3 separate regions of the Mus musculus genome follow, and regions 2 and 3 are each linked to region 1. A link is a contact called in public ChIA-PET and HiChIP or PLAC-seq data. All regions are on one chromosome and are shown on one strand. The core of a region is the stretch at or near the end of the contact, and the rest is flanking DNA. Distances in the headings are between cores, read along the strand shown.

Evidence for each region. ChIA-PET counts read pairs in DNA pulled down with a chosen protein or histone mark. HiChIP or PLAC-seq counts read pairs in DNA pulled down with a chosen protein or histone mark.
Region 2: an RNA polymerase II ChIA-PET map of memory CD8 T cells shows a contact between it and region 1, with 111 read pairs. The contact joins the enhancer-like site here to the promoter of Uba3 in region 1. A contact is called at or near these places in 3 of 39 promoter capture datasets (embryonic stem cells, liver and pre-B cells), 1 of 484 Hi-C or Micro-C datasets (nephron progenitors), 6 of 115 datasets of contacts at active chromatin or transcription factors (effector CD8 T cells, embryonic stem cells, memory CD8 T cells and 1 more) and 2 of 9 other capture datasets (adipose tissue and liver).
Region 3: an H3K27ac HiChIP or PLAC-seq map of extraembryonic endoderm stem cells shows a contact between it and region 1. The contact joins the enhancer-like site here to the promoter of Uba3 in region 1. A contact is called at or near these places in 17 of 39 promoter capture datasets (the 3T3-L1 cell line, 3T3-L1-derived adipocytes, the C10 cell line and 11 more), 1 of 15 datasets of contacts at CTCF or cohesin (embryonic stem cells), 5 of 484 Hi-C or Micro-C datasets (the AML12 cell line, embryonic stem cells, muscle stem cells and 2 more), 13 of 115 datasets of contacts at active chromatin or transcription factors (the 230-238 cell line, bone marrow-derived macrophages, embryonic forebrain and 7 more) and 3 of 9 other capture datasets (adipose tissue, embryonic stem cells and liver).

The regions. Positions count from the first base shown.
Region 1 is chr6:97,203,956-97,207,511 of GRCm38.p6, reverse strand. It overlaps Uba3 (ubiquitin-like modifier activating enzyme 3), which reads left to right and starts at 1,865. Exons shown (of 18, transcript NM_011666.3): 1 at 1,865-1,979; 2 at 2,165-2,206. The coding sequence starts at 1,960.
Region 2 is chr6:97,385,752-97,389,069 of GRCm38.p6, reverse strand. All of the region lies in intron 5 of Frmd4b (FERM domain containing 4B), which reads left to right. Among named protein-coding and RNA genes, the nearest start is that of Frmd4b, 100 kb to the left of the region's middle. Within about 2 kb of position 1,544, at least 15 of the 459 cell types and tissues checked have an H3K27ac peak or open chromatin away from gene starts, as enhancers often do. A contact at or near this core is called in effector CD8 T cells and memory CD8 T cells, where this site is marked.
Region 3 is chr6:97,408,563-97,411,876 of GRCm38.p6, reverse strand. The region is part of intron 4 of Frmd4b (FERM domain containing 4B); the gene reads left to right. Among named protein-coding and RNA genes, the nearest start is that of Frmd4b, 78 kb to the left of the region's middle. Within about 2 kb of position 1,981, at least 61 of the 459 cell types and tissues checked have an H3K27ac peak or open chromatin away from gene starts, as enhancers often do. A contact at or near this core is called in the AML12 cell line, extraembryonic endoderm stem cells, liver and 4 more, where this site is marked.

The DNA of each region.
Region 1 (3,556 bases), core at 616-3,115:
GGAACTTAAGCTTTAGCAAGCACCATCCTGATAACTCCTCGGCCTGGCCATAGACTATGGAGGATGTCTGTCTAATACTTGATGTCTAATACTTGATGATGTGCTTCACTGTAAAGAAAATAAATCTACTGAGGATTTCGGCCACTTGCCACTACTACTGTCATTATTAACAAAAGGAGGTGGCTCTTTCTAATCAGTTAGGCAGATCTCACGATGTCTGCTGTCAGCTGTCAAAGTGGTGAGTCATGGTGACACACAGATGCAGGACTGACATCTTTGTGAACTTCTTTTGGGTGTGTTGTCTGCATGTACATTTGCACCACTTGTGTGCTGGGTGCCAGCGAGTTGAAGGCCACTGTGTGGGTGCTGGGAATTAAACCTGGGTTCCCTGCAGGCTTTCTTCTTCTTCTTCTTCTTCTTCTTCTTCTTCTTCTTCTTCTTCTTCTTCTTCTTCTTCTTCTTCTCCTTCTTCTGCTATTTTTGTTCTATTTCTAAGGCTCAGTTTCCTCTTCTCACTGTCTGGTTATGACTGAATTTTTAGCTCAATGTGTGCTATTGATGAAAGTAGCTGGGGGATCGTAACAGATGAGCCTTCCTTAAGGTTCAATGAGAGCAGGACAAAGTAGATTGCATGCCTCAAGTGAGTAGTAGCAGCCCCCCCGTCCCCCTTTAATGAGCACCCTAGAAGCTATATCAGGGCACTTCACTGGTTTTCAAACAGTGTGTCCACAAACCACCTCTTGTGATAAAACTCAAACCTGGCATTTGTAACCTTCAAGTAATTCCAATCAAAAACCATATTTGAGAGCCACTTAAAAATTCACTTAATTTTCAATCTTAAAATCGTGAATGTTGTTATTCTCATTTTACAAATGAGGATCTGGAAATACCCAAGGGCTCACAGTTAATAGCTGAGTAGTAAGGGTTTAAATTCAGTTCAGACTTACATATTAAATTTTTTTATCTCACTTTACTAAAAGTGATATGTTTAACACAATTATTCTTTCCTTTCTTGTCTACCAGAATCAGTCATTTACATACAATATATGACTGTGAAGAATAGAGTCAAAAATTCATTCATTTATTAACACTTTCAAGTGACAGGTTATAAATAAATCTCTATACTTTTCATACCTAATCATCTATCTTATCTATCATTCATTTATTTATCTAATATATATCTTGATGTATATATGTATAACAGATTAGTTTTCTGACAGACTGGTGTGACACTGAAGTGTCACAAAGAAAATAAGACTCTTCACCCTATGTCTATTTAATGCTTTAAACTTCATGCCCATAAAAGCAAGGGTTTTGAATCTTCCTGATATATGGAAAACGGAAATTTCTTTCACCAATTTTCCCGGAGAAAAGCACTGGCATATTGGGGTGGCTATTTTAGTTTTTAAATAGAATATATGAACATTTTATGCAATTATGTGTCAACGTATAAGTGTATAAATAAGTAACATATCTAAGTTCATGTGGCATAGCAACATTATAGATGGTATAATATTAAGTAGGCACAATTAATCAAAGATTTTAAATACACTGGGAAATGCTTGCAAAGCCTAAGGGGACCTAAGCAGCCTATTTAGCCACTGCTTCCCGCTGTTCAACTAGCTTTCCCAGACGCTCCCGCCCCTCCCTCTCGTCCCCTGAAGCCGCGCCTCTAGTACTGGCTCCGCCTTCGCTCCTCCTTCTAATAGCCCAGTCTCAAAGCACTGGACCCCGCCCCTCCGCGCCTGCTCAGTTTTTCCCTCCTAAAGCCTCGGAACCCAAACCCCAGCTCCGCCTCTCCGTTTGAAGCCCCGCCCCGCCGCGCCCCCTCACTTTCTTACCTGAAGCTCCTCCCCTCCTCCCTGGCTCGGCTCTCCCTCCTTCCATTCACCTGCAGTCCCGCCCCTCCCGGGCGGACCCGCTCGGCGCGAGGGCCTCTGGGAAGAGGCGGGGAACAATATGGCGGATGGCGAGGAGCCGTAAGTATCGGGATTTTGCCGGAGCGCCGAGTTGGGCTGGGTTGTGAGAGAGCGCGGCGGTGGGCAGTCACCGCTGCCAGCCGGGGGTCCCCCAACCCCTTCCCCGTCCCCTCGCCCCCCATACCCTTGCGGCGCCCTCTTTGGAGCTTGATGCTGACCCTTCTTTTATTCTCTCTTTCTTTTAGGGAGAAGAAAAGAAGGAGAATAGAGGAGCTGCTGGCTGAGAAGTTAGTGCTGCTGGGAGGCCGGGGTCCTCTCCGGAGACCCCCGCCTCCCCCTAATCCCAGGCCTAGGGGACCAGCCGCAGCGGGCCCGAGGGTGCTGGGAGGGGGTCACCTGGAGCAGGCCGCGCGTCCTCACCCCTGACCCCGTCCCCAGCTCGAGCCACCGGCCGGCTGCTCCCTGGCTATGCTCCTGCAAAAGCCACCCGGTACTCCCCTCTTCCTCCAACCCAAATTGTCAGAGCTGTGACCTTGTGGCAAGTGAATCCAATCTAAATCTAAATGGACACGAGGCCTGTTTTGGGTCCTTGATGAACACTGAGACAATAGTACACATAAACTTTTTATGAACACTCCGTGAATCAGGAATTGTGTTAAAACTTGTCATTTTTGCAAGGTAATTGGGTCTTAAAGGACACGGCAACTCACTTGCTCTCTCATTTACCACACAACCTGTATTAAATACTTAGTTTTTTTTGATGCCGCAGACTTTAAAATTCTTTTCATATGGCCAATCCTACGTGATTCCTCTCCCCGCCCTCCGTGGGAAGGGGGAAAAAATACTCGTGTATTGGGTGTGGTGATTCATAATTTCTGTGTCAGCTCTCAGTAGTACTTTGGTCTTTTCCATGCCCCTCCCTATGGGTGAATTTCAAATGCAAGGGCTCACCCTTTCTCACCGCTTAATTCCCAACTCAGCACGAAATAACAAAGTTTGAGCGCTTGCTGTCTGCCAAGAGCAGCCCCTAAGTTCAATACCTGATGATCTCTTTACCTCATGACCATCAGAAGTAGTTGCAGTCTACAGCTGAAGTTTCTGACAGTTAAGGAATCTTCTCAAAGCTAGAGTGTGCTTGGTTATGGCGTGAGACCCAGCATTGCATCAGAACATCAGCTATGCAATGTATGTTAGTCCCTTTTGTAAACAATTGAAATCACTAATATATTTGAAGGTAGAAACTTTGGGGTTACAGGAAAGTTATCACAACCAAACATGAATGAATCTGTGGTTATAAAGTGCATTTGAGTGTTTTGTTTTGTTTTTTAGAGAAGTCCCACTTTATTAGTTGCATGTTCTCAAAGATTTCTTGATGGTAAATAAATGCCTATCTGTGGCATAATTGTAATCTAAACATTTTTCTTGTGTGTGTGTTTTGTGACAACAAATGGACCTTAGTATTAGGAGAGGTTTGTTTGTTTTTTATTTTTAGTTTTTAAAGGAAAAAAAAATACTGGGATCCTTCTGAGGAAAGAAATGTATGATCATTGCTTTCATCCAAAGTGTTCAGTGGCTCTCATCTTTCCAACTTGGGAGGAGCCATAACTAGTGTTAGACTGAAGCACCATAGTTCTCAG
Region 2 (3,318 bases), core at 295-2,794, 180 kb before region 1:
TGAGAGGTGTTGAGGAACGTCCAGAGAAGTGAAAGGGAATAGTTGAAGATGGATATTATCTAGATAGATTACATACATATGTACAATTGCCAAAGAATGAATATGAGTACATGTGTATATATATATACTCATGTGTGTGTGTGTGTGTGTGTGTATAGATACAGATATATGATTTTGCTTCCTTTTGACATAGAATCTCACTATATAGCCCTGGCTGGCCTGGAATTTGTTATGTAAACCAGGCTGGCCTTTAATTCACAGAGATCTATTTGCCTCTGCTGGGATTAAAGGTGTACACTACCACTCTCAGCACTAAAATTATTCTTTAAAAAGATTAATAATAGTTTTTGTAGAAAGAAGAATTTCACTGCCAGTCTAATTTTTAAAATCAAATGCCCATAGATTTCCTCTAATATTTTAGGCGTTAAATAAAGATCAGTTGTCTCCTTATAGAAAGCTAGCATGGGCTTAGGATAAGTAGATCTGTTGATTGAGTGCTGAGCTGGTGTACACTGGGCCCGAGACACTGCACTGCACTGCACAAACCAGGCTTGGGAGCACAGGAATGTAACTGTACACTAGAGAGGTAGAGGCAGGAGAATTGGAAGCTCAAGGTCCTGCTCAGCTATGCAATCAGTTTGAGATTAATTTGTGATTCCAGATACCCTATCACAAAACAAAAGGAAATTAGAGCTAGTGTTTGTTTATTTAAGACAAGGTCTGATTATGTAGCCCAGGCTGGCCTCCAATTTATAATCCTGCCTCAGCCTCCTGCATGGTAGGATTACAAGCGTGTGCCAGCACAGCCAGCAGAAAGCAAGTTCTTTCTACGTTTTTAAGGTTTTTTTTTTTTTAATTTTATGTGCATTGATGTTTTGCCTGTATGCATGTCTGCGTGAGGGTGTTGGATCCTGGAGTTACAGACAGTTGTAAGCTTCCATGTGGGTGCTGGGAATTGAACCCACATCCTCTAGAAGAGCAGTCAGAGCTCTTAACCACTGGGCATCTCTCCAGCATTGGAAAGCAGGTTCTTTAGGCTTCAGTTTTGAAGTGCCCGTGCGCAAACCAAACTCAGCCATGGCTGGACCCGAGAACATGTAAAAGCGTGTTCAACCAGCAGGATCCTCTTGAAGCCTGTGGTGGGCTGTATTGGTGTATGGCTGTTTATCTCTAGAGATGCTCAGTGGGTTTCTTAATGTTTCTTCTGACATTTTAAATTCCAATTAAACATCAAGAAAAATGAAACCGGTTTCCTTTGGAAAAGAAGAAGAAAAAGAAAGAAAATCTACCCTAGCAGTCTTTTTGACACATCCCCACTTCCTGTATGGCTATATTAAACACTGCCCATGATGGGATGTTTCTGTTTGCTAGCTCTCATCTGCAGGTGCAGTTTGCAGTGTGAGAAAACACATTGCAAACCTTAGTATGTTTTGACCGTAACCTTTGATCGTAACCTCTTTTCTGAGGCGAGGTTTCAGTGTGAGGGCTACTTTGGGCCTGGGCTAGCTCTGTGGTTTAAAATGGTGCCTAACCTCTTCCACAGAGAGCTCTCTCAGGACAGCGTGGGTGAGGTTAGGGTGTCAGTTCTCATCACACGACCTGTGAATACCTCTGTCATGTTTATGCCAAATACTCATTATTACTTAAACAGGGGGTGGGAGCAGGGAGCGGCAATGCATGACTTCAATTCCTGCACTAGGGAGGCAGAGGCTGGCAGAGCTCTGTGAGTTTCAAGGCCAAATTGGTCCACACAGAGCTATGTAGTGAGACCCTACCCAACCCCCACACTAAAAAGAAGAATTTTTTTATGTGTGTTTTTATGATGTGTATGTGTATGCGTTCATGTGTGAAGACACACTTGAATATCAATCTTTATCCTCCATCCTGTTGGAGGTGAGGTCTCATGTGTTTTGAGACTGGAGTGTTGGTGCCTGGTCTGTTGGCCCTGGGGTTTCTGATCTTGCAGAGGTCCTCCTAGTAACCACATGGTGGCTCACAACCATCTGTACTAGGATCCATGTCCTTTGTGGTGTGTCTGAAGACAGCCACAGGGTACTCCTATACATAAAATGAATAAGTCTAGGGAATTCTACTGTCTGTCTCACTTCTCACCATAGGAGCATTGCAATTACAGACACTCATCATCATGTCTGGTTTACCCACGTGTTCTATGTTCATCGTGTTTTCACAGCAAGTTCTTTCAGCTACGGAAGCATCTCCCTGGCTCCCCAAATGCTCATTATTAATGAGTAGACTCGTGGACCCTTGCCCCTCTCCATCCATGGACTCAGAATGTGGAAGGAGTGAAAATTCAGTCCCCATAAATAAGACTTTCAGTGGACTGTTTGCACACATAACTAGAAAAGCCCCTGGGATTTTGGTTGTGTTCAACCTGCAGAATGAATAATGTGTTAAAATTGCCTTTAAGAAAATGTGAATTCCAGAGCAGACACAGGAGTTTAGGAATAACCTTTTTCAATTCTGTTCCTCATTTTGACTTGATGGGGTTGTGTTGAGATTTCATGTTAAGAATGCACAAAATCAGGCTGGAGAGATGGCTCAGTGATTAAGAGCACTGACTGATCTTGCAGAGGTCCTCCTAGTAACCACATGGTGGCTCACAACCATCTGTACTAGGATCCATGTCCTTTGTGGTGTGTCTGAAGACAGCCACAGGGTACTCCTATACATAAAATGAATAAGTCCTTTTAAAAGGCACAAAATCCTTAGAATGGATATAGTAGCCCAGACCTTTAATCTAAGCACTTGGGAAGTCAAGGTACTAAGTAGAAGGGTAAACACGGGTTTGAGCAGGGCTGAGCCAGAGTTACAGAGAGAGTTCAAGTCAGTTTGGGATAAACTGAGATGTTGACTTAAAAGACAACAAATAAGAATGTATAAGGTTCATTTCCTTCCTAATGGGAAGGAAAGGAATGAGAGAAGAGCCCCTTCAGTGCTCAGGATGTTGGGCTCTCAGAGCCTTTGGATGACTAAAAGCAAGAACACAGACCAGATAGTTACCTTAATAACTAGTGAGTGGCTACAGTGGTAACTCCTTGGAGTTAGGCCAGCAGCAGACCCGGCCCCTTAAAAGCATCTCTCGTTTATCTTTGTTTCAGTCACTGTTCTTGGAAGACAAAATTGCCCTTAATAAATTAGGATTCGGGATATTGTCCCCACTGCTCAGAGTAGAGCAGGCCATAGCAGTCTCTAAGTGGGGAAACGGCTGTAATTCAATCCACACTTTTTGTATACACTTAGGTTTTCTGTTGTTGATTTTGTTATTTTAGTTCTCATGCTGCCCCCATTAGCTAAGAT
Region 3 (3,314 bases), core at 732-3,231, 200 kb before region 1:
TTAACTAAATCAGGGATTTTCTCAGAGCTGGCCCACCAGGCAGGTATATAAACATTAATTATTACCAACCTAAGAGAAGTAGAATATTTAAAGACTAATCAACCCTCTTGCCCTCTCCATAGCTTAAGATACAAAACACTGCCAATGGAGACCACGGTTCCCGTTCTTATAGCCTGCCCCCACTTTAAACCCGATAGACAGTTTTACCACAACTTTGTATTGCTGGTAGATTGTTTATAAACCAAAGTTATTTTCATAAAGCTGATTCAGATGCCTTCACCGGGAAAGGCTCTTGCAACCAAGCCCGGCTGCCTGAACTTGATCCCTGGCTCACTTGTAATCCCAGCCCCAGTGAAGTCAAAACAGGTGGATCCCTGAGGCTTGCTGGCCAGCCAGCATAGACTGCTTAGTGAGAGCCCTTAGTAGTGAGGGACTCTGGGTGCAGGGTTTACACACACACACACACACACACACACACACACACACACACACATACAGACACACACACACACACGCACACACTGTATAGCAGTGAAACAAGAAAACAAACTCCAACAGTTGTCCTCTCTCCTCCACAGGCATGCACCCATACACGTAAACATGCGCACCCAGAAGAAATAAGTGTAAAACCATTTAAAACTAATTCAACATGAAGCATAGTCTAAGATCATGGGGAATTTTAATGACAATACATCTCATTTTATACTATGATGTTGGAAACCCCACCCCAACCCCTCTACTCCCTCCCTTCGCCTCCTCTTTTCCCTCTTTCTTCCTTCTTTTCCTTACTCCTCCTCCTCCTTCCCCTCCCCCTTCTTTCCCTCCTCCTTCCTATAATGTTCAGACAAAGAAAGTCATGGTGAATGTTTACAAATATCCAAATGTTTCCATTATTATTAACGCTCAAGAAGGAGGGTACCCAAAGTGACTTATATAGGTCTAAATCATAGCTGAAAGGTGTCCAAGGATCCTAAGGAAAACCTGTAGTACTGAAAGGGTGTGGTGTAAGGCACATGTGCCCAGAAGTGAGTGAAGGAGGGCCCCACCAGAAGCAAGGAGAACAATGCCCTTACCCTAACTCTAGGGTTAGGGTTAGGGTTAGGGTTAGGGTTAGGGTTAAGGCTAGGGCTAGGGCTAGGCTAGGGCTAGGGCTAGGCTAGGCTAGGGCTAGGGCTAGGGCTAGGGCTAGGGCTAGGGCTAGGCTAGGGCTAGGGCTAGGGCTAGGCTAGGGATAGGGATAGGGCTAGGCTAGGGCTAGGGCTAGGCTAGGGCTAGGATAGGGATAGGGATAGGGCTAGGCTAGGGCTAGGGCTAGGCTAGGGCTAGGGCTAGGCTAGGGATAGGGATAGGGCTAGGCTAGGGCTAGGGCTAGGCTAGGGCTAGGGCTAGGTCTAGGCTAGGGCTAGTCAGAAACTGAAGGGAAAGTTGGTGTGAATGAGGTACCTATAAGGAATGAAGTTAACCCTGTGAGTATTTCCAACTCTGAAAACACAGAATGAATGAGAAGTTCCTTTCCACAGGAAGTTCCTTCACCTCTCCTTTCCCACCTTGTGGGATAACTGGGTGGGTTTTTTACTGACTTACTGTTTGTATCTTACGAAGGATGGGGAGAATATCTGTTTCTTTGCTTGTGCATACTTCAGCTGGCCAGCCTCCTGCAAACACATGGGCTGCCCCTGGCTATGCTAAACTCTGGACACAGTCAACATCCTTCCACACTAATCTTTGTGGACACTCACCACGTTTTTGCTGTGTCACAGTACAGCCAAAGGAATGTGTCTTTGGAGAATCTTAACAAATACCATTTATTTAGTGACCACATTTGTGTGCCTGTTCTGCAGACAGCTGCTGAGGTCTAGCGTGTGCCTGAAAATTCCAGAGAGCAAACCCTGCCTCCCCTTCCTGACAGCCCCTCACAAGGCCTTGCTATCTTTTGCAGCAGGTTCCTGGAATTCCACAGCACTTGGCGGTGGCTTGTTCCTGGGACTTTGGCCCCTACTTAGCAGTTATCTCAAATGTCCTGTAGCTGCTTGGTGTTAACTTTCTCTTCTCTGCTAGCATAATTGAAACCCTTATCAAGGCTTTAATGATTCACTTAACTCATCCTCCAAACAAGACAGTGACATCATCATAGCCTTTATTCTTCAAAGCAGGCAGTTGTTACTCCTGTTAAAGAAATGATCGTGCTGAAGCCCACAAGGTAGAACTCTCTGCATCCTGAATGGGCTTCACTGAGGTCACAGAATGGAGGCTCACAGTCCAGGGACAGCTAGTGAATGGCTTTTGTCACAGTTGTTTGTCACAGTTGTTTGTCGGAGGTTCTCACACCACAATTAGAGAACACAGAATTGTTGGTGACATTTCCATCTGAAGAAAGAACCTGTCAGGTTGCTTGTTTTGACTAGAAAATGTAACCAGGGAACTCAAACTAGAATTTTTAGATTTTTTTTAACTAAAAAAAAAAAAGAAAGAAAGAAAGAAAGAAAGAAAGAAGGAAAACTTTAATATTAGGCTTACTTGTAATTCCAGACCCAGTGACGTTAATCTGGTGGATCCCTGAGGCTTGCGGGCCAGCCAGCATAGATTGCTTAGTGAGAGTACTTGGTAGTGAGCAACTCTGGGTGCAGGGGTCAGGAATATTACACACAGACACACACACACATAAATGCAACCAAAGATAGTATTTGGTTGTTTTGATCTTTGAATACTATAAAGGCATCTAAATTGCCAGGGGTCCCTCATGAGTGAACAGCAGGTGATAGGCTGGGAGAACACTGGGGGCCATAACGCATGGACATCTAGTAATGTGCTAGAAATACAGAGCACAGGAATATCAATAACATACTGGGATACAGAACACAGGGGTCTTTCATTCATGGTCATCAGTATAATGTGCTAGGGCATATTAGAGCATAGAAGCCCTTCATACAGGGCTGTGGTGATTTGAATACACTTGGCTCAGGGAGTGGCACTATTAGGAGGTGTAGCCTTGTTGGAGTAGGTGTAGCCATGTTGGAGAAAGTGTATCACTGTGGTCATCGGCTTTGAGACTCTCCTCCTAGATAACTGGGAGACAGTCTGCTCCTAGCTTTTTTTCAGTGAAAATGTAGAACTCTAGGCTCCTCCAGCACCATGTCTGCCTGGATTTTGCCATGCTTCCTGCCATGATAATAATGGACTGCATGTTTGAAAATGTAAGCCAGCCACAATTAAATGTTGTCCTGTATAAGAATTGCCTTGGTCATGGTGTCTCTTCACAGCAATGGAAACCCTAACTAAACCAGAAGTTGGTACCAGGGGCTATTGCTGTGATA